4 separate regions of the Mus musculus genome follow, and regions 2, 3 and 4 are each linked to region 1. Evidence: chromatin contacts called from public promoter capture Hi-C and targeted proximity ligation data. All regions are on one chromosome and are shown on one strand. The core of a region is the stretch at or near the end of the contact, and the rest is flanking DNA. Distances in the headings are between cores, read along the strand shown. Region 1 holds the start of Cnih2 (cornichon family AMPA receptor auxiliary protein 2). Region 2 holds the start of Aip (aryl-hydrocarbon receptor-interacting protein). Region 3 holds the start of Sipa1 (signal-induced proliferation associated gene 1). Region 4 holds the start of Syt12 (synaptotagmin XII).

The links. Promoter capture Hi-C pulls out the DNA fragments that hold promoters and counts their contacts.
Region 2: a promoter capture Hi-C map of fetal liver shows a contact between it and region 1, with 2.8 times the contacts expected there. A contact is called at or near these places in 4 of 39 promoter capture datasets (fetal liver, liver, maxillary cranial neural crest and 1 more) and 1 of 130 datasets of targeted methods (pancreatic cancer cells).
Region 3: a contact with region 1 is called in a promoter capture Hi-C map of the SN4741 cell line, with 3 times the contacts expected there. A contact is called at or near these places in 8 of 39 promoter capture datasets (the SN4741 cell line, hippocampal neurons, liver and 4 more) and 1 of 130 datasets of targeted methods (pancreatic cancer cells).
Region 4: a targeted proximity ligation map of pancreatic cancer cells shows a contact between it and region 1. A contact is called at or near these places in 1 of 39 promoter capture datasets (the SN4741 cell line) and 4 of 130 datasets of targeted methods (bone marrow-derived macrophages, craniofacial prominence, kidney and 1 more).

Annotation. Positions count from the first base shown.
Region 1 is chr19:5,097,263-5,099,962 of GRCm38.p6, forward strand. It overlaps Cnih2 (cornichon family AMPA receptor auxiliary protein 2), which reads right to left and starts at 1,259. Exons shown (of 6, transcript NM_009920.4): 1 at 921-1,259. The coding sequence starts at 1,001. Rab1b (RAB1B, member RAS oncogene family) reads right to left here. Exons shown (of 6, transcript NM_029576.3): 6 at 1,945-2,700.
Region 2 is chr19:4,120,250-4,122,949 of GRCm38.p6, forward strand. It overlaps Aip (aryl-hydrocarbon receptor-interacting protein), which reads right to left and starts at 1,326. Exons shown (of 6, transcript NM_001276284.1): 1 at 1,087-1,326. The coding sequence starts at 1,185.
Region 3 is chr19:5,662,261-5,665,005 of GRCm38.p6, forward strand. Sipa1 (signal-induced proliferation associated gene 1) reads right to left here and starts at 1,447. Exons shown (of 17, transcript NM_001164480.1): 1 at 1,344-1,447. Pcnx3 (pecanex homolog 3) reads right to left here. Exons shown (of 35, transcript NM_144868.3): 35 at 2,375-2,745.
Region 4 is chr19:4,475,625-4,478,413 of GRCm38.p6, forward strand. It overlaps Syt12 (synaptotagmin XII), which reads right to left and starts at 1,519. Exons shown (of 8, transcript NM_134164.5): 1 at 1,311-1,519.

The DNA of each region.
Region 1 (2,700 bases), core at 9-2,508:
GAGAACACTTAAAAGAGGATTAGACCAGGAGATGTGCATGCTAGTAGCTACAACAGAGAGACAGGCCTGTATGGGACCCGTTTGAGTGCATTGGAGGAGGGGCAGCTGGAAGGAGCCGGCAGAGACCTCAACAGTAAGCCAGAGGCTCACAGTTCTAGAGAGGAGAAAGAACCAGGTAGAGGAGGCCCTTGGGAAAGCCCAGGAGAGAACTAGGTACAAGAACCCTCTCCAATGGGAAACCATTTGAGATGAGACAAGAGACATTCTGAAGAGTGAGGTGTGAGGCTAGGCCAGGGTGAGGGCAGACCAGGAGTGAGGGACATGAAAGACAAAAGGCACGTATGTGAAGGAATCAGAAGGAAGCTGGAGAGTCAGAGTGAGACCAGGTGGGAGCTAGGTTTCTTGAGCTGCTTCGAACCTATCCCACTTGGGTCAGAGGGGTCCAGGAGGGGACAGGGTTAATGGGTTCTAAGATATGCGGGTCTTGTAAACAGATGCAGTTGCCATAGCAACCATCTCCATCATTCTGGTTGGAAAAACCCACAAAGGAGAGGGGTTCAGCGGGGGGGCTGGGGGGGCACACAGACAAACTGCCCGATGGACAGACGGGGGTGGATGGATGAGAATATAGAAGGATCAAGAATTCCGCCCCTGCCCAATGACTGGATGAAGCAAGGAGAGGGTCAGGACCTACTGACATACCCACAGACAGGCGGGGGCGGTGAAGGAAGGGGGGGGCTGCCCCGGGGGAAGGAAGCCAACGACAAGGGGGTGTTGGGGGGTGCGAACAGAAACCATGGGGGCTAGTGGAAAAGACCTTTCAAGTTTCCCCGGAGCACTGATACCATCAGCCCCAGCCCCCTCCTGCTCCATAAGCCCACTTGCCCCCCACCCCGCCCCCAGTCCAAGCCCAGTCTTACGTGCCAGATGACAAAGAAGATGAGGGAGGCGCACAGCACCAGGGTGAGCATGTAGCAGAATGCTGCGAAGGTGAACGCCATGGCCCCCGCGCCGGGCGGTGGCCCGGGGGGCGCCAGCGCGGGGTCTGGGCGCAAGGGGACGCCCCCCGGCCCACACTTAGGGCCGGACGGGCATGGCCCACCGGACTCTAGGGACACGGACAGCGCGTCCGGGACCAGGGCCACGAGGCCGTGGGGGACGCGGGGCGCGGGCCGTGGGGCTCGGGGGGCGCGTCCGCTGCCGGCTGCCCGGGCCCCGATCGCTCATCCTGCGATCCCTCGCCCGCGGCTCCCTCGCTCTCCAGCCCGCGAAGCCGGCGGGGCGGAGCCGGGGGCGGGGCCGCCGTGCAGCGGCCTCGGGCGGGGCTGAGACTCAGAGCGCCCCTCCGCCAGCCTCATCAGCCCAGCACAGCCACTCACCCCAATGAGCCCAGTGTTTGTGCACCTCCAGAACATGCAGACCTGGAAGCCCGTTCCTGGTACAACTTTCGGACAACTAAGCCCACTATAGCCACATTCTGTACTCCCGTCTCCACAGAGTGCTGGCTCAGGGGGATACAACTGAGGTCCTAATGTAAAGCAGCGCTTGTCAAAGCTCAGGATAGCTGGCATCTGGCTTCAAGCCACAAGAGGGGACTAAAGTCGGGGACTGGAGGAGGGGAAGACTAAATGCAGGGGGACCAACGCCTGCTCCTTGCTTCTAACTTCATGCCTTGAACGCCTGTCCCAGTGGATGTTGGTGGCTCACCTGACGGCCTCCTGCCAGCCTCCCTCTGACAGATTCATGCTGGGCCCTTGGGGACATCCCATAGCCGCACAGCAGGCTTTCCCAGCCCCAGTATGTGGGTCAAGGGCTTTTACCAGCAAGCTTAAGATACAGTCCAAGCCAGGACCCCCCATGCATCACACCAAACTCTGGACTCCAGTTCCACCCAGCAACTCAAAGCTGACTCTGACCATAGACCACACTCAGTCACCACCGCTTCCTTGCAAAAACCCTTGGCTTATCCAAGGGCCAGTGGAAATTTATTTTTTCATCCTTTTCCATCTTCCCCCAAGTGGCTTTTCCTTGCAAGATGCCTGATGTGACATCAGAGGGGAACCTGGGAGAAGAGGCTCCCTCCCAGAGGGGCAGCCCAGGGACTTAAATACACACTGGAGGGGGAGGACAGGTTGTAGGGTGAGACTGGCAAGAGACAGCACAAAGGACATGGCTTCTTAGGTAAAGACCAAAGGTTTTCTACAGGAAGCTGTGCCAGAGGGTGGGGGCCAGGATTCTGAGTTGGGAGGGGGAAGAGCCCCACAACCCCAAGCTGCACCCACATTCCCCAGAGAAGCAGGTCTGGCCCTGTCAGGCTCTGAGGAATGGAGGAAGAACAAGCCAGATGTGCTGCCTCGGAAAAGGGAGGTGGTGCTGGCAGAGTGAGGGTTAAGGCTGGTGCCCGGCCTTTGGCAAGGTGGGCCTTCCGCCTCCGCTTTCCTCAGGGACAAAGGGGCTCGGTGGGCAGGCAGCACATGGGCCTGGCTCAGGCAGGGCAGGGGGAGGCAGGAGCAGGCTCCCTCCCGGCTTGAGACACAGGCCCCGCAGCCATCCGCCCACCTACCCTAGATGTGCTCAAGACCTAACCGCAGCTGGACGGCTCAAGCTGTGTGGGAGCGATGGAGTGAGGCAGAGATGAGGAAAAGGTGGCTATGGGGCTCTCGCAGCCCTGGCACCTGTCCTGAGGTCCGATGCAGGACC
Region 2 (2,700 bases), core at 76-2,575, 980 kb before region 1:
TCTGACCCAGGCCATCAGGTTGGCAGCAAGCACTCTATCCACTAAGCCACCTCACCAGCAGAAGACGGTCCCCCCTCCTGAGCCCCAGTGATTGTTTAATCCTGCCTGCTTCTATTTACCACGTGCCCCTGCTCACAGATTAGTCTTATATTAGTTTATCCTAAGCTTTTCCATCTAGCATCCCTCTTGCCAGGCTCCTTCCAAAGCCTGTTCTCTATCTCCATCTCTCTAATTTTAAGACAGGGTCTCATTGAGTGTCCTGAGCTGGCCTTGAACTCATGCTGTAGCCCAGCTTCACCAGCGGCTGAGACTGTAGGCATGGGCCACCAGGCCCAGCTTGTAGATCCCCTTTTCAAGCACAGCTGATCACTACCACCACATGCCTGCCCTCTGCTCTCAGCATTTACCCCTCACCACATCAGACTAGACTCTCTGCCTGCTGGCTTAACACCACTGGCCAGAGGGCATACATTCATTCACAGAATTCTTGCTTTTGGCTTCACTGGTATCAGCTCCACAACTGTGATTAGAGATCTACAGCAACAAAGCAGGGGAACCTAGAGGTATGGAGTGCCTTAGGGAGGGGCACCTGAACTTGGTGCCCAGATATAAAAGCAATGCTACCATCTATCAGAACGCTGACATAGGAGTTTGGTCTGGAAAACTGGATCTCTGGGACTCTGTGTTTTTTTTAGTTCCAGGACCTCAGTTTCCCTATGTAAACAATGAGAATTGTCCTAGATGGTTTCAGAAGGCCCCTTTACTCAAAACTGCATGAGCTTTGAACCTTCAGGTACGGGTATCAGCACTGAGGTCACACCCACACCAAACCATTTTGAGATGACTGACACCCACCCCTGTCCAATGCAGTCCTAAAGCAAAGCCAAGGGGCGGAGTAGACATATCTGAATTAACTCCCACTTAAATCCAGACCAATCAGCGTCGAGCTCGGCATGTGAGAGGTAGCCTGACTGGCAGCTGCTCTCTGGGCATGCGCAACCTCTCACCTACGGCCTCCTCCCGCCTCGCATGCGCACCGCGCTTCAGAAGAGACGCTGGGAAAGTGGGGAGAGGATGGACACAAACCTTAGTGCCATCCTGAAAGTCCGGCAACTCTCCTCGGCCCTCCTGTATCACACGCTTTTGGATCCCGTCCTCTCGAAGTCTTGCGATGAGATCCGCCATCCTCCTTCCCCGCTGCTCCCTTTCGGCAACTTCCGGACTCGCTCGGTAGCTTCCGGACCTGTTTCGGCAACTCCTAGCGCCTCGGCAGCTTCTGAGCAAGCGCCATTTTGACTGAGGGCAGAAGCCAAAAAAGGGAGGGAATGAAGAAAAGAGCCGTGATTGGTTCCTAATGCTACGGCTTTAACGCGGCACTGGGGGCGGAGCCTGAGCCTGCTTAGGGGCGGGCCTTTGGTTGTCCCTCCCCTGCCAGTTGTGCTTAGTTGGCTTTATAGGGGTTGCAGCTCTCCTAGCTGTGTGCCACTCCATTTAAGTTGTAGATGCCCTATTATCGGCACTTCAGTTAGAAAAATGAAAAACGAAAAACACCGCTTCACCTGTGTATTCCCTTTGGGCCTTTTTTGTTTTGCTTTGTTTTGTTTTTTAGAGGCAGGGTTTCTCTGTGTAGCCCTGGCTGTCCTGGAACTCACTTTGTAGACCAGGCTGGCCTCAAACTCAGAAATCCGCCTGCCTCTGCCTCCCAAGTGCTGGGATTAAAGGCGTGCGCCACCACCGCCCGGCCCCTTTGGCCCTTTTATTTTGCATACTTTAGCATAAGTTATAACATCTAGATTCTGGACTCTAGATTCACTTGTCTTAAGAAAAAAAAGGAAGGAAACCCGGTGTGGTGACACATACTTCTCTGTAGTGTCTTCATCCCTTATATCATAACCAGGAAGATTATTTTCTTTCCCCTGAGCCCCAAGTCACATACTCTGACTGCTTCACTTTCCAGCAAAAAGTCTTGAGGGGCTGGAGAGATGGCTCAGCAGTTAAGGGCACTGACTGCTCTTCCAGAGATCATGAGTTCAAATCCCAGCAACCACATGGTGGCTCACAACCATCTGTAATGAGATCTGATGCCCACTTCTGGTGTGTCTGAAGATAGCTACAGTGTACTTATATAATAAATAAATAAATAAATCTTAAAAAAAAAAAGTCCTCAGAGAGGGGACTTTCTGAAGGGAAGAGGAAACATGCTTGGGTTTGTTTTCTATCAACACAGAGAGCTTACAGGCGAGCTAAGTAGTCTGCTGTACTCATCTTGCAGAAAGTACAACAGAAGGAAAGCTGACCGATATGGCTGATAAGTATACACCAGAGCATGAAAGATGTAGATAGATAAAAATAATAACATATTATCCAGGTTGTTGTGGTACACGCCTTTAACCCCAGCACTTGGGAGGCAAAGGCAGGTGGATCTCTGAGTTCAAGTTCAGATTGGCCTACAGAGGGAGTTCCAAGACAGCAAGAGAAACCCTGTCTTGAAAAACTAATGATAACAACAATAACAACAACAATAATAATAAATAAAATGTTAAGCTAGGGACTGAGAGTGTAGCTCAGTGTTGGAACATTTGCCTAGCATTTGAGAGGTCCTGGGTTCTTTCTCTAGCATACACACACACACAAATTAAGCTAATTTAATACACTACATAATCCTATCAGTATTCTCAGTGAAATATCAGTCACGAAAAA
Region 3 (2,745 bases), core at 197-2,696, 570 kb after region 1:
CAGAGAAACCCTGTCTTGAAAAACAAAAAGAAGAAGAAGAAGAAGATAAATATCTCAAGTGTGACCCCTGTGAAAGGACTGCTCGACCCTCAAAGGGGTCCCAGCACACAGGTTGAGAACTGCTGCTTCTGGACTTGTCAGAGCTGCACCTGCCTACTCTGCCCGTGTGCGTAGGAGTAAGGCAGCCTTGTGAGGGGAGACGGGAGAGGCTCAAGGTCTCACAGGATGTAAGGCTGAAACACCCAAGGCCCCAGGGACCTACTAAGTGCGGAAATGTGGTGAAGCTACACTAGGCAGGTGCAAAAGGTGTGAGAAGGCCGAGCCTACCTCGGCGTGAGCTAGGAATGGAGCCAACAGCTGGGGCAGGGGCAGGCCTCCATTAGTACTTTTTTTTGCATCATCCAGTGGCATCAAGGGGGCCAGGCTGGGAGGGGACAGGGAGCAGCTCCACGGTGCCCCTCAGCTGGGTCTCCAGAACCAAACAAGAGCAGACCTCCTCAGGGTCTTCCTGTCTGTCTGTCTGTCTTCTAGGATAAGCTCTGATGCTGCACTTCATGAGTTCTTTGAAGACTCCTTGGAAACTGAAAGGTGAAGCCAACTATGTCCGTGTGTGAACTGTGCAGGCCCCAGGTCCATAGACCAAGCTGTGGGCACAGACTGAGGCCGCAGTGCCGGGAGGAGCCCTGGGAATGTGTGCAGCCCAGTCCAGGAGCTCCCTCTTGTTCTGGCCCTGCCTTAAGGGGTGTACTTGGGCTCTGCCCCCCACCCCTCATCTTCACACAAGGTCCATTGAGGCCAGGACATTCCTTGCAGCCTGTGTCACTGAGGGGGGAAAAGGGGGGTGCCCCGCCCCCACAGATCCGGAAGGCCTGGCTGCCCCAGGAGGAGGCGCTGGATGCTTCCCAGCACATCTGGAGGTCGTGACCCTATTTCTGTTGCCAGGGAGTGCTGCAGATGTTTCCTCCCAGGCCAGACTCAGGATTGCAAAGGCTGGGAAAGAGGTCACACTGGGAAAAGGGGAGCCCCAGAATAGGGGGAGCCCCACACACTCAGCAGCAGGAGCAGCTGCCAGCATTGCTGAGAAAAGTCCAGAACCAATGAATCCACTCAGTGGAGCTCTGAATCTGCTCATGCAGAGGAGGGAGTGGGAGCTGCCAGCAGGAGACAGAACACTGGACGTGCTGACTCGGGGCTGGACTGGGGCAGGAGGTTGGGTGGGGTACGTGTAGCGAAAGCAGCCAATAGTCCCGTTCCTCCCCACACTACAAGGGTTCACGTCCAGGCTACTTTGTTGGGTATCCAGCCCGAACCTGGTGCCTCCCGATCCCTGATCCCGCCAGTACCTCTCGGGCTCAAGCTGGCCACCGCTGCCTTCCGCACCAAGGTCCCGCTGCCTGCTCACACCGCTCCCGGCGCCTCCGCTCCGCCTGGGGGCGGGGCCAGGATGGAGGCGGTACGTAGTGGAGGGGCGGGACTACCCGGGAGCTGTCTAAGGCGGGAAGCACAGTGGGTGGGGACCTCCGACAGGAACCTAGGCAGCCCCGGACAGCCTGAAGTTCTCTGTCCCAGCCTTCAGCTGCTCTTTTAACTCCCGGTCCTAGCCCAGTCAGTGACTTCACCGAGAAATGGGAACAAATGTACCTGCCTTCCAGACCAATTGGAGCGCTAGAGGCCACTTAGTGTCCTGCTGTGGCTCAGCAGACAGCAGGTATTAGGGCCAGAAACTATTTCACTCTTTAAGGGCTGGGCCAAGCTAGATAACTGATCTACACAGGCTACCATTTATGCAATGGCGAACACCATTAAATCCAGCACTCTGAAGGCAGAGGCAGGTGGATCTGAGGTCAAGGCCAGCCTGATGTACATAGGGAGTACATAGTAAGCCCCTGTCTCAAAAACGAAATAGAATCCTTTCTATTCACCTGTTATTTTCTTTAAGCTTGGAACAAATGAGGTTGAGCAGTCTTTGATCAAGATCAAGGCTGATGGATGTGTGAGCCACCTGGGCATAGAGGACTGCTTGAAAAGCAGAGGCTCAGCTCTCTCCTTTATCCTCTCACTTCTTTCTCCTCTTCCCTTTGTCTTTTCTCTCCTTTCTCTTTCTTCTTCTCTAGCCTTCCCCGTCCCCACACACTCTCTCTCTCTACCTTTTCTCTTCCCCCCTGCATTTCTATAATAAAGCTCTTAAACCATTAAAAAAAAAAAAAAAAAAAGAAAGGCAGAGGCAGGTGAGGAAGGCAGCCCATCCCACCTCATGTCTGCCTGGAGCCCAGCAGTCTGACCCCTTATCCCTCACACTCTTCTGACTTCAGCCTCCCTGCCTCCGGCACCTCTACCAACCTCACCTCGTCCCACAGAAAATAAAACTGCCAACCAAAATCAAAAATAGTGTTATTAATTTGGTGTCTCTGAAGCACAGAAAAAAAAAGAAAGAAAAATGACAAAAGAACGAATGAACCCACCCTTGCCACATATCGGGCCCCAGGTCCAGGCTAAGGAGGCCAGCCTTGGGGGCAGTGCAGGCCCCAGAGGCAAAGTCAGTCCTGGCCATGGGCTCCAATGAGGGACCAGCCCATGGGTTTGGCTCTTAGGGCCTGGCTAGGAGGCTGCTGCCTCAGTTTGGGATCCAGGCCACGGATCAGGGAGAGAAGTCTAGGTCACTGAGTTGTGACACTGAAGTAGCCAGATATCAGGGTGCAGACACCAGAGCCAAAGCCAATCAGTTCTGTAGTCCAGCAGAGTCCG
Region 4 (2,789 bases), core at 269-2,768, 620 kb before region 1:
TCTGTCTTCTAGGCTGTGAGTTTCTTCAGGGACCTTTAGGCTTGACAAAGCTTTGCAAGTGAGTAAGAGCATCTCTCCCCCACAACACTTTCCGGATGGATAACCACATCCTGGTGCCATCCCCCAGACACCCGCAGGAACCACAGTGCAGACTGGCTGGGGGTGGGTGACAGCTGACACTGGGCACCTACTATGTGCCAGCATAGTATCAGGGGGGACTTGCCTTGTGCTCAGGAAATGCCCCCAGAGAGTCCAGGGTTCCCTGTCAGCCCTGGAAATGTAGGGAGGGGTGGCCTAGCAGCTGAGACTCCAGCCCTTCAAGGTGTGAAAAGTGACTTGCCCCATCCAAGTCACTAGCAAGCACTTAGTAGGATGAAGCCAGGTTTGGACCCCAGGCTGGGAGGTCCCACTCTTCTGGGCTGCTTGAGAAAGATTTCACATTGCTCAGAGAGGACTGGAAATGGGGGTTGGGGTTGGGATTGGGGGTGGGGTGGGGTGAGGTGAGTGTATAATTGTAATTGTCCTGGCCTTACTGGGTGCATTGTTAACACCTAGGTGGGTTTCCTTCCCTTGCCTTTCTTAGTTTCTAATAAGGACTACTTCTGAGGCTCTGCAAACTCTGCACCCTGGCTAAACAGCTCAGGTGCTTGTTTCCCAGGTTCTTCTCAACGGATTTGTCCCCATCAACTGTAAGGCGAGACAGTCTTTTAGCAGCACCATGCCCACCAAAGAGAAAGGCTCAGGGCTCCTTCACCTACAATGCCGTTTACTGCCCCCATGTTCAGCTCCCGTCTATACACAGCTTCGAGTGAAGCTCAAGGAACCCTTAGGTTCTTCCCGTAGGCCTCCTGGAGAAGAGATGCGACGCGCCCCCTACGATGCAGATCCTCATACCCTCACACCACACTGGAATTTTGGGAGGGGGCACTGGCCAGGGACCCCCAACGGGATGTAAGGTCAGGGGCAGTTAGGACAGCCAAGGTGTTGAGTGTGAAGGTGAGGGGTGTGTGCGGTGTGCGAGCTCAGGGGAGGTGTGTAAACAGCCGGGTGAACCGCGTGTGTGCACATGGGGGCCGGGCGAGCTGGCGCCAGGCGATGCGCAGTGCGCGGAGTGGCTGGGCCGGGGAAGGGCGCCGGGCGTGCTCTGTGCCCCGCGTTGGTGTGCCAGCGCAGCGCGGGGGTGCAGACGTACGGAGTGTGAGGGGCCCCGGGTTTCGGGCTTAAGAAGAGGGACTGAGTGCGTCCGCCCGTCCATGCCCAGGGCGCTTGTGCCTGCCGCGCTCTGTGTGGGGGCCAGGGTGCCTACTCACCCGGGGTTCCGCGGAGGGGACGCGGGTCCGACTCCTGGTTCTATCTCTGCTCCCACGCTGGCCTCCCGCAGTTGGCTCTCACAGGCGCTCGGCCGCCCGCTGCTACGCCACCCCTGCAGTGTAGCGGGGCGCTCGTCTCCTGCTGGAGCCTCGCCTCACCGATGGGGGCTCCGCGGGGCCCGGCGGCCGAATGGAGCAGCGCCGCAGTCCGGGCACGCTCCCAGGAGCCCGCCGCGCGCTCCCTCGCGCTCGCCCGCCCGCTCGCCTGCTCCTTCTTGAATTTAAAGTGACAACCCCGAGCGCTCTCTCTACTCCAAGGAGCAGAGCAGCGCTGCGAGGATCTAGTCGGAGATCCCCAAGCGCGTGAGGGTCCTGGGGGGGGGGGGGGCAGCCAAGTTGGACCCTGGGATCGCAGGCTTGTGGATGTGTTGGGTAGGGAACCCTGTGCTCACCAGGGGCGCACCCCACTCCCTTTATGTTGTTCTCCTTCTAGGCCTCAGTTTCTTTATCTGTAAAACGGACTCAAGAGAGTCACACACACACACACACACTCACAAAATCAGACCAGCGAGCAGCGCAGCCAGCAGTATTCCCTTCTCTGAATGGCTGATATTTCCTTCCATGATTGAGTTGTGATTGTACGCTATACCAGTCCAGGTCACTTACCGACATCATCTTTTGTAATCTCTGCAATGACCTCATCGGCGGCCACTCCATTTATTTATTTATTTTTTTTGAGATAAGGCCCAGGGTGGATATGAAGGCCAAATGACTTCAAAGTCTTTTTTTTTTTTTTTTTTTTTTTTTTTTTTTTTTTTTTTTTAGAGAGAGAGAGAGGGAGAATGGGAGAATGAATCACTTTATAGCCCTAGCTGTCCTGGAAATCACTAAGTAGATCAGGCTGGCCTTGCTCGAACTCACAGAGATATCAGCCTCTGTCTCCCAATTGCTGGGACTAAAGGCATGTGCCACCACACCTGACTTTCTTTTTTAACCTCTTAAGGGTCATACTTTCTCTTCCAAGGAATGAATGAATCATTCAGGAGATATTTATGACGCTCTCACCCAGGCTCTCGGCACAGTGCCAGGCGTGGGCGATCTTCCGGGAACAAGGGACAGGTCCCCTCCCTGCCCGCGCAGTCTGGCAGGAAGATAAGTCGGGTATTAGGAGAGGCTGGGTGTTGCCCTTCAGGAGGGGGCGGCGGGGCACCTGTTCTGGACACAGTGACCAGAACAGCGAGCTGGGAAGACACCTGACTAGGCCTCCAGGAGGATCTGGAGTCTGGGAGAGAAGTTGACAATCTCATGGAGAGCCAATACCAAAAGGCTGGGTTGTCTGAGAGTAGTGTGGAGAGCAGACAGACAAGCTTGGTCCAGAAAACCAAAGGGAGGTTGCAACTTCACCCTCACCTATAGGGGGCACCATCATTTTCTGGACCTGAAAAAGAAGTGAGTTCTGTCTTGGAGCTAGGGATTGGA